2 separate regions of the Arachis hypogaea genome follow, and region 1 is linked to region 2. Evidence: chromatin contacts called from public Hi-C data. All regions are on one chromosome and are shown on one strand. Each heading gives the region's core, a stretch centred on a gene start, on an enhancer-like site or on the middle of the called end of the contact. The rest is flanking DNA. Distances are from core to core; before and after follow the strand shown.

Evidence for each region. A called contact is a pair of places that touch in the nucleus more often than the background predicts.
Region 1: a contact with region 2 is called in a Hi-C map of an unstated tissue, with 3 times the contacts expected there. The contact joins the promoter of LOC112794413 here to the promoter of LOC112794409 in region 2. A contact is called at or near these places in 2 of 8 Hi-C or Micro-C datasets (leaf and an unstated tissue).

The regions. Positions count from the first base shown.
Region 1 is chr4:113,939,350-113,944,928 of arahy.Tifrunner.gnm2.J5K5, reverse strand. It overlaps LOC112794413 (BON1-associated protein 2), which reads right to left and starts at 2,189. Exons shown (of 1, transcript XM_025836449.3): 1 at 1,221-2,189. The coding sequence starts at 1,960. The coding sequence ends at 1,343. LOC112795228 reads right to left here. Exons shown (of 7, transcript XM_025837169.1): 7 at 4,743-5,579. The coding sequence ends at 4,743.
Region 2 is chr4:113,802,028-113,807,494 of arahy.Tifrunner.gnm2.J5K5, reverse strand. LOC112794409 (F-box/FBD/LRR-repeat protein At4g26340-like) reads left to right here and starts at 2,965. Exons shown (of 2, transcript XM_025836442.3): 1 at 2,965-3,767; 2 at 3,861-4,228. The coding sequence starts at 3,057. The coding sequence ends at 4,142.

The DNA of each region.
Region 1 (5,579 bases), core at 940-3,439, 140 kb before region 2:
ATTTTTAATGTTCAAATTTTACGAGTGAAATTTAGATACCGTAAAAGATATCTTTTATAAAATATAAATGTCTAAAAATTATTTGTTTTATTTATTTTTAATACAAATTAATTTATTTAATTTATCAGCTCAAGCCGTCAAGCTACTATTTAATTTATTTAACTCGTCAAAAAAACATACCAACTCGTTTAGAAATTAGAATATCTTTGTTTATTGAATAAGTAGATAAATTTTCCAAGTATATCTTTGTTCATCCAATAATTTCACTGCCTTCTATGATATCATCTTCAAGAAAAACATGTCATTGATAAAATTTTTGTGATAATCAAGCTTCTCATACACACTCACACAGTCACACATAGTATTCAAGTTTTTAGCCTTTTAGGTACACGCATCAAAGATGATATCAATATTTTCGGATAAAAAGGTTAGAGGCTCATAGCATCTTAAGTTTCTTCATCAATCAAGCCCCTTTCGCTCATATTCAGTTGCCTTAAATAATAAATTATGATAGAATATTTTGATTAAAAAAAAGTAAAGAATACACACATATAAAAATGAAATTAAAATGTTACTAACCTCTAATTATCTAATAATTCTACTAATACTATTAAACTCATTGTCTCCCTATACTTTCTCTAAATATTAATAGATCTAATTCCTTTCACCAATAAATATTGGCCATGAATGATTATTCTTAAAAAAAGTTAAAATTAAACTCTTGTCAATAATTTTAAATTATAAACAATAAAAAGTTCTTGTATGAATATAAATACAATAATTAACTAGCTTGAATACATATAATTTTCCCTCGCACTTAAAACCATAAAACCAGAACCAAATCCTAATATGTATTGCTCTAATGCTATATTTGCGGGATTTTTTTTTTTTGAATATGATAGATTAAGAACTAATTTGACACAGATATGAGTTTCATAATTAAGAGTTTGTTATTGGCCAATAAATTGCTGCATGCATAAGGTAGGATTCGAATTTTCGACACTTAATTAGTAGATGAGTGAACTGATCACTCGACCAATCTAAGTTGATTAAAGTAAATTAAACAGTATTATTTATGTGGGTAACAAACTCAAAATCAACAAACATTATATAATAATAACAAACATATTAGATGTACACTAAAATTAGCTATTAAGATAGAATATTTTTTTATGGTTGATAGATAAAATATATTTTAAAATATAAAATACACATTAAAATAAATTAAAGACAGAATTTAATAATTAATTTTAGTATATAAATAACATTTTTGTAATAATAATTATTAACTTCCTCTCCGTCACAAAAGAATTAAGAAAATAACTAAAAAACAACTTTAAAATTAAATATTGTTAGGGTAACTCCACCAAAGTGGAATGCCAACAGCTACCCCATTTGAATTATTACTCTCATCCACCTTAAACCCCAAAACCCTTCCCTCAAATCCACAACTCCTCACTGGCATTCCCTTCGCCGGCTCCGGCACCACCGCTGTTGCTTCCAATAAAGGATCCTCCTCCGGCAGCTTTGCCACCCTCACCGAGAAATTGATAACCCCATTTCGCCGTCCATCCCAATCCCTCAACCTATAACTCATCATCTTCTGCATGGTGCATTCATAAATTCCCTTATTACCATTAACATTATTCTTCTCTCCAAGAAAATGGGAAATGGCTATCCTTGCCACGCCAACGCTTCTAACGGCGCCGTTTGAGTTCTTGCATTGCACCTCAAAGGTTATGGACCTTGCATGCAGGGGTATGTCCATCAAGAATTTCTCATTCCACGAGAGCAAGCTCGAAGTGTTTTCGCCACCGTATTTCACCATCTTTGTCGTGCAACATTTGAGGGACTCAGCTCGAATCACAACATAAGCTTCCTTCACTGGATTCTGATTCATGCATAGATTCTCGCCGGATATAACCATAATCTCTAGTGTGCTTGGCCTAATAGATTCCATATATAAAATCAAAAGGCTTATAACTTATGAGTAAACTTTTACTTGTTCTAAAAATAATCAAATTCAAACACTACTATATAGAGTATAGTACTTTGATATATGTGATTATGAAAGTGTGTTTGAGATGAAAGGGCAGGAGTAGAGTGTGGTTTATATAAGAATGGTTATTATGAAGGGAAATTTAACTAAAAAAAAAAAAAGTGAAAAACGCTGTTTGATTTCGCGTAGAGTTGTTGCCTGACGTATAGAATAATGTTGGTGTTTTAGATGATAATTTACAATTTGATTATTTATGGAAGACTATATAGAAAGTGTCACAGTTAGGTAAATTGAGTGTAGTTTTATTGGAAATTATATCGGAAATTTCTTTCGGAAAATTATTTAGAATTTCGTGTGCGCGTTTGTATGAATTTTCCTGGTAGAGTGGTTGGTGATCTCTACGAAGTTGTTTTGGATCAATTCAATTGAAAATAGAAAGGAGAGAGCTTACCGAAGACCGCGGCAACCAAATTATATTGTCAGTAAATTCTGTTTTTCATTCATCACAGTTGACTTCTCTTTTAGCTCTATTGACTTCTTTAATTTGCTGCTGGTTTAAGTTTTCTCAAGTTTAAAAATTATTTTGAAAAAAACATGGGAATTGTACAATCATTTTTTATATAATAACATTAGGATGGTTATGTATTTGTCTATTCATTTACTAAAAAGGGGGAAAGATACGTTTTTTATTTTGGAAAATTTTTCTCTGTGCTAAAATTAATTTTCCTTGAATCAATATATATGAAAACAGTGGCGGAACAGAAATTTCATAAGAGGGGTGCTAATTAAATATAAAATATAATAAAAAATTAATAAAATATGATTTGTAGCATATATATCAAAAAAGTAATTATATTATATAAAAGTTAATGTTCGACTACATACTTTAAGATTTTGATATTTTTTAATCTTGTTCAACAAGTTGTGTCACAGGTTGTTCAATAATATTTTGAACATTACTCAAAGAATCTGAAACTGAATTTTGTTCATCATATATTCTCTCTTTTCTCTTGAAAAATGAGTGAATTATTTTCATCTTTGACATTTTTAACTTAACTTGAACTATCTAACAAATAAAAAATAAAAATAATTGCATATATATTATTTTCTTTAAAAAAAATATTAAATCTATTGAGCAATAACAAATAATTTTAGAAACACAAATATATAATAATCAAAAATAAAGTTATTGATTTACCTGATTATTTTTTTGTTCCAAGTCTCACCCAAAAATAATTCTATTGAGTTTTGCCCTCACTTCAATCTTTGAACACTGTCCATTATAAAAAAAATAAATTAATTATTTTAAATAAATAATATAAATAATACTTGACATTGTTATTAACTTAAAAAAATTGAAATATACCTCTTTAAATTTTTGTTGTGCATTCAATGATTAATATTTTGCTGTTCACTTGTCTTTAATGGTTTTTCTTCATATGTCTTATTTTAGTATGGAAAGAAAATTAGAATGAGAAGAGTAGAAGAACAAAAGTTTAGAAACCACTAAAAGAGAGAGAAAAGTAGCGCTGATACCTCTGATGGTTTGAAACAAATATTTAAAAAATGTACTAGTATTACTTTAATTAATAATATGAGCTTAGGCTAGTATAATAGAACTATTTTTATTAATTATTAAAATAGGCTATTTGTTAATAAGAGCAACAATAATTCAAATATCTAATACATAATGCAGTTTTAAATTATTTTAATTTATAAAATTTTGTAACTTATATTTTTTTTAATATTATATATAAAAATAAATTTAATATTATTAATTCTTACTATTTACTATTTTTTTTTTTTAATTTTGGAGGGACCATGGCCACCTTAGGCCCCCCTTAGATCTGCCACTATATGAAAATATAATTGTACCCATATATATATATATATATATATATATATATATATATATATATATATATATATATATATTTTATTGTGTTATTTTAGTGTTTGAATATTCATTACAAATTACAAACATAAAAAAGAAAAAACAATTCACTATGTCTATATTTTTTAATATCAGTATTTTCTTAACAATTAGCATGTATTTTTTTGTTTTATTAATTAAAAAATATTTAAATATTATACTAATATTAAGAGTATTTAGTATATAAATAATATTATTAAAATACAAAATAAAATTATAGATATTTTTTTGGTCGTAGATTGTAGATTTAATATATAGGTGGTCACAGTTGTTTTTGGACTGCGATCGATGGATTGGACTCAATTGGATTCTTTTTTGGTCTTGGACCCATTTGTTTTTTGTCTTGGACCCAATTGGTTTAATAGAACAAATAAAAATGAAACTAGAAAACCAACTTGGGTTAGTCGAGTGGTCAACTCACTCGTCTGCTTAAGCAAGTGTCGGGGGTTCAAATCTCGCCTTGTGCATGCAGCAACTCATTGGTCAGCGGCAGACCTTTAAATGGAGCTCAGATCTGCGACGGATTAATTTTTAACCTGTCGGGTTGGGGGATACCGTGGGCAACAAAAAAAAAAACTGAAACTAGAATTTTTTTTAATAAATAATTTAATTATTTTATTTATATTACGTGTTTTTTTTTTTGGTCTTGGATCTGGGCCAGTGAATCTGACCCGACCCTACACCCGGAACCCGACCTAGCCTAAGACCCACCCCATCGACCCAACTCCCATCGATTCTCCTCTCCGCTTCCATGCTCGCAAACCTTGTGGTTCACCCAAGTCAACCCCCTTCGCTAGAAGCTCGAACTCTTTATGCATGGGGGCGTTGTGCAGGCTGATCGTCCTCCAAGATGTCTTCCGCTTGGGTTCGCCGCACCTCCGCTACAGATTTGCCACAGATCTCCAACGTCGCAGGTCTGCTTCTATGCCACTCGCGAGTGTGCAATTGGGTCTGTGTTGAGCTTCCTGGTCTCACGGTCAAGACGCAGCCGCATCTTCTCCTCTGCTGAGCAATCTCTTGTGGATTCGTTTGTTTGTCTGCCTCGTCTCTGCTAGCCTTTCTCCCTATGATGCTTTTGATGCTGCTTCTTCCACTAAACGGCCGATTCGAGTTCATGGGTTGCTGACGCCCTTCCCCTCCAGCTTCGCTCCCGTCACCGGATTCCGCCTCTACCCTCCCAGGTAACCCCTCTTCCCTTTGTCTCCCTTGAAAGCTGGTTGAAAATGAAACCTGGTGGTCCTGCAATCGCTTGTATTGATTATGGTGAAGGATTGCGAATCCTGCTTCTCGTCTGATGGTATTCCTTACTTGTTCAGGCGGAAAAACTGACCACTGCCTCTGAAGCTGATTCCCCGCTGCCATCGCTGCCAGTTGGTGAGCTAAACAATTACCTTCTCGTGGAGTCCAAGTAGCTCCCACATCCGGAGCCTCTTCCAGCAGTTGGAGGATATCCCTGATGATTGCGTCTGCCTCAGCTAAGGGCGTTCTTGCCTTAATTGCTTGAACCAAAGGTAGGCAATCTGTTTCAATTATACAGTTTCTTATCTGTAAATTTTTAATTAGAATTAAAGCCTCTCTGTATGCTTGAGCTTCTGCTGTTAGTGCTGATGTTGTCTTGAATGTTGATGTTGTTCCAGTGATCATTTT
Region 2 (5,467 bases), core at 1,716-4,215:
ACAATGCAATGAATACAAAGAAGGAGATGTTTGACCAGATGTTGATTGAGGAACACAGATATTCACAAATTTGTATAGTCCTCCATTTCTAAATTTCTGCAACAAAATCTTGTGAGTAAATTCACATTTTACAACACAATAAGTGGCATGAAATTGAAAATAGACCTTATTATCTTTTGCAAATTTGCTAACACTAATTAAATTCTTTGTTATTTCAGGTGTGTGTGTGTATTAGTTTTTGTAATGAAAACCATCTTTTATAGTCAATAGAGTATAGAATAGAATTACCAACATGTGTAATAGGGATACTTATTTCATTTCCAATTTGGACCTGATCAGAACCAGTGTATTGTGATCCAGAGAGCAAATTTGAAGGATTAGGTGCTATGTGATGTGATGCACCTGAATCTGGATACCATGAGGGGTCTGTAATAGATGCAGGTACAGCTACATATGTTGATGGATTGTGGAAGGATGATGCTGGCGGTGGTAGAGGGGTTGATGTAGGATTGCCTTGTGAACCTGAAGCAGATCATGAATTTGTACCAAAAGGTATCAAATCTTGATTGTTGAGGCTGTGAATGTGGGGGTATTTCTTGGTTGAGTCTGTGAAAATAGTGCCATGCAATGTGACCAATTTTTCTACACACTTGGCATTGCGGTTATGGAGATTGGTAGAAAGATCTACCACTTCTTTGAAATCTACTACCATTTCTTCTTCCTCTACGCCTTCCATTGCCTCTTTAAAATTTGGAATTGTTGGATATGAAGACTGAGCAGGATTTGCCTGAACCATTGCAGTTTTTATTTTTCTGAACTTCTCCAGCTGATCCTCATGAGTTAACAGAAGAGTTTCAACCTCACATGGTGTGAATGAATCTGGTTTCGAGTTGATTGTTAGTAGAAGCATTTGATAGTCTTCATTGAGTCCTTCTAGGATGACTTGTATCTGTTTTTCAGTTTTGAGAGGTTTCCCAAGGGCTGCTAGGGAGTCTGCAATGGTCTTGATCTTGGAAATATAATCTGTTGCTGGAAGACCATGTTTCTTGATTCCTTTAATTGAGCTGATTCTTCAATTGTTTAATTCTGAATTTTGTTGATTCTTGAAAATAAGCTTGTATCTTTTTTCAGATTTGATAGCTGTAGATGCACCCCACCATTTTTGGCTTAAAGACAGAATTCATCGATGCTAGCAACCATGATATGAGATTCTGATAATCCTGAATCCGTTGTGTGTATTGATCAGATTCAATACCTGCTCTTTGATTTTCTTGATTTTCGAACTGTTGTGGAATCTTCTCTTTTTGCAGATGATCTTGTAAGTGTTGACCTCTTATGGCTGCAAGAGTTTGTTGCTCCCATGTTTTATGATTGTTCTCTCCAAGTTTATGTTGAATTGGATTGAATGGTCTTTGAGAAAGAAATTGTGTTGATATCAAATTGTTGATGCTGCTGTTAATCGAATTTGGTGCCATGTTTGCTGAGGATGGAGTCTTATCCATAACAAATTTAACGACGAAGAAACATACAAGAGTATATCAAAATGATCGGAGCCTTGGTTAAAGGTTGAAATAGTGCTGGAGATGAGACCAAAGAGAAGAACACCTAGTAATTGAATTTGAAAGAGTTTTCAACTAATTCAGATATTAAATCAAATCAAAACTGAAAAATAGTGCTGGAGATGAGAGTTTTCAACTAATTCAGATATTAAATTTTTCAAATCAAAAAGTCATGAGAAAGAGTTTTCAACTAACAGAATTTTAAATTCTGTTATAATTTTAAAAAATAGTGCATGAGAGTTTTCAAATCAAAAAGTCAAAAAGAGTTTTCAACTAATTCAGATATTAAATTTTTTAAAATAATAACAGAATTTAAATTATAATATTTTTCAATATCTTCAATTTTTTAGAATGAATAATAAAAATTCAATTTTAAAAATAGATCAATGCATAACTCCAAAATAAAATAAAATGTTTAGATTAATAAATCATATAAAAATAAACAGTTTTTAATATTTAACAAAAAGAAATTAGTCACTCATGATAACAAGAAAACTAAAGCAAAAGAAGATGAAGGTATGAGATCTTAGATTGGAATTCGAAAATCCTCCGCTCCGTAAATTTTGTTCACTTATTTATATCCTAAGTTCTATCTAGAATTCAAATTCAAAAATTCAATCTAATCTTATCTTTAGAAGGGTAAGATAACTAAAATAATAATTCAAATCTATTCTAAAATTAATTCTTGTTTTTAGAGAAAAAAATAATTTTATTCAAATTCTAATCTAATCTAATCCAAACAACTAAATCTTATCTTTTTAATAAAATCTATTACTAACTAATCATTTAAATTTTGAATTAATCTTGAATCTTTATAAAATTGTATATGACTATATTCTAATTATATATTTGAATCGATTTAATTTTAGAATTAATTCAAATTCACCATATTCATCTAAGGGACGGGTAAGTTAGTGATTCGTCCAAATTGATTTTGGACGCTATTTTAAAAAAAAAAATTAATGATTAAAAAATCTTTTATAAAAATAAAAATAATTTTATATTTGAATATTTTATATAAAAAATTTTTTTATTTATCAATTATATTTAGATAAAATAAGATAAAAATATCTTTTTATTCATTTATTATGTGAAAAATATTTTTTTAAAAAATATTTTAAAAAAATATAAATGGTAACTTTTTAAAAAATATTTTTTTATTTTTTTAGCTTTTTTATTTTTATTATTAAAAATTTATTAAACACACTAAAAAATAAAAAATATTAAAAATCTTTTTTTATTGATTTAGATCTATCTAATTTAATTAATTCTGTTTTATTTCAATTTAAAAAAAAAATAAGTTCTTAAAGTGGACGAACAAAAATTAAATTTGAAGTTAATTAAATCCGGTCCCATCCAACCGACCATCAACACCATAATGGCCTAGTTGGAATCACAAAGGACAATATCACTCCCCTATTAGTATGCTTGAGAGTTGAGAAGCAATAGGGTTCGCTAAAGCACAATCTATTTATTGGGTTCTCAGTGAATCCAACAATGGCACTAACCATGTCGGGAGTTGATAGAATTAGTGCATTATCGAATGATATTCTTGTTCACATCCTTTCTTTTCTAGAATCTAAAATGGCTGCAGCAACAAGCATTCTCTCGAGCAGGTGGAGGAATCTGTGGCACTCAGTTTCCACAGTGGACCTCGATGACGCACTCTTCCGATATGACAAAGAACTGTTTGTTCGCTTCGCGTACGCGGTTATGCTATCGCGAGATGTAACGCAACCCATTCTCAATTTCCGCCTCAAATTTGAGTATCCCTCATGTGATGAATGTGATGTAGAATTGTGGCTCAACACCGCCATACAGCGTCAAGTTGAGAGGATTGAGCTTCATTCTCGGATAACAACGTTGCCGATTGGAATTCTCACATGTGCAAGCCTTGTTGTTCTCAAGTTGGAATTCTTAATAGTGGACCGTATTTTAACAGTACACTTACCGGCTCTTAAAACTTTGTATTTGATGCGGGTCGTATTTGCAGAAGATGAATATCTTGGTATGATTCTCTCAGGATGCCCAAATATTGAGGACTTGCAAATCAATTATTATTCTTATTTTGGGCTAGAATTCAGTCCTCTTGCCATCACTTTCCGCAATCTAATTCAGATGAAGCTCTCCGTGTATGATTGTAAATGGGGGTTGCTAGTTGGACTGCTCAAATCCTGTCCCTTGCTTCAAATTCTTGTCATCAGAAAGGTTGGTGGGGAGTAAAGGATTTTTGTTTTCCCTTCTATTTTGTTTGCATTGAAAATTATTTTTTATTGTTTGCTATGCTTGAATTACTTGCAGGAGAAGAAATCGGTAAGTGGATTGGATCCACTAAATCAGTGTTACACACAAACCGTTCCTGGATGCCTTTCATCGCACCTAAGAGCCTGCACTATAAAAGATTTTCATGGTGCTGATGTTGATATTCAATTTGCAATATATATTCTGCAGAATGCAAGTTTGTTAAAGAAGATGACCATATGTTGCTCGAGTTCCTCAAGAAAAGGAGATAGGTTTGAAATTTTAAAAAAGATATCCAAGGTTGCTAGGATTTCGACAACTTGTGAACTGTTGTTTGAATGATATTAGGCAGATTATTCGATAGTCTCAGAACGTTGACAAAACATGTTTTTAAATTTTTTAATAATAGCTAAATAGTTTTTATTTAATTTTAGTTATAAATTAATTTTTTATATATTATTTAATTATAAAATTTATTTTTTATTTTATAAATTATTATTTTATTATTCATCTATCATGTGTATTAATAATCAAGAACAAAAATAATAACGAATTAGATTTTTTATTAATCGTAATAAATATTTTGACAATTCTAATTGATTAGAATTTTATCTTTGATCTGTTAATCGTGTTTCTTGAAAATTCAATCGATTGGATATCAATTGGACATACAAGACAAACGATTGAATTTCTAGGTCAAAATTAAATTGATTGGAACTGATACACAATCAATTGAATTTTGCAAGACAGGTGAGTTTTTTCTAATTTAATTTATTGTTCCTACTATCCAATCGATTGAAATCATCAAAAGCAACATGGATTTTCACAATTCATTCGATTCATTCGATTGTATGATAAAAATCAATCGATGGAATTAGAAAAAAATCACATGCCTTGCAAAATTCAATCGACAATTTTAATCGATTGAATTTTGGATTGTATTGTATGTCCAATCGATAGAATTTTTAAAAAACACAAATTCACCTGTATTTACAGATGTAATGGATCAAGAATAAAATTCTAATTAATTAGAATTACTAAAATATTTATTACAATTTGATAAAAATAATAATTTATAAAATAAAAATAAATTTTATAATTATAATATATAAAAAATTAATTTATAAGTAAAATTAAATAAAAATTATTTAACAATTATTAAAAATTTAAAAAATATATTTTATTATAAAATCATTTAATAGTCTAAACATTTTCACACCATCGAATCTTTTGCCATGATATTATAATCTCTTCAGCTTGTTAGTGTTTTATTTAGTTTTTACTTGCTATCTGTGTTCCTGTTTGTTTTGGAAGACATATATAATTAGGGTGGAATAAATGTCATGCTTGTTTCTAAATTTTATTCTAGTTGATGAATGGCTAAATATTTATATAATTATATAATATATAGTTATTTGGGTGGGAGTTTGTAAATTGTGAATGGTGAAGCGCGAAAATTTGTACGTGAGAAATTAAATTAAGGTTATCAATTATCAATAATCAAATCGAAGAATTTAAATTGAAATTATAATTAATAAAAAATTATAGAAGTTTTAATATGATATAAGAGCAAAAAAATTATAAAAATGGTATAATTTAACAAATTAAAATTGATCAAATTACAAAAAAAATATAGTCAAAGTTTGTAGTTAGAATTTATCATAATT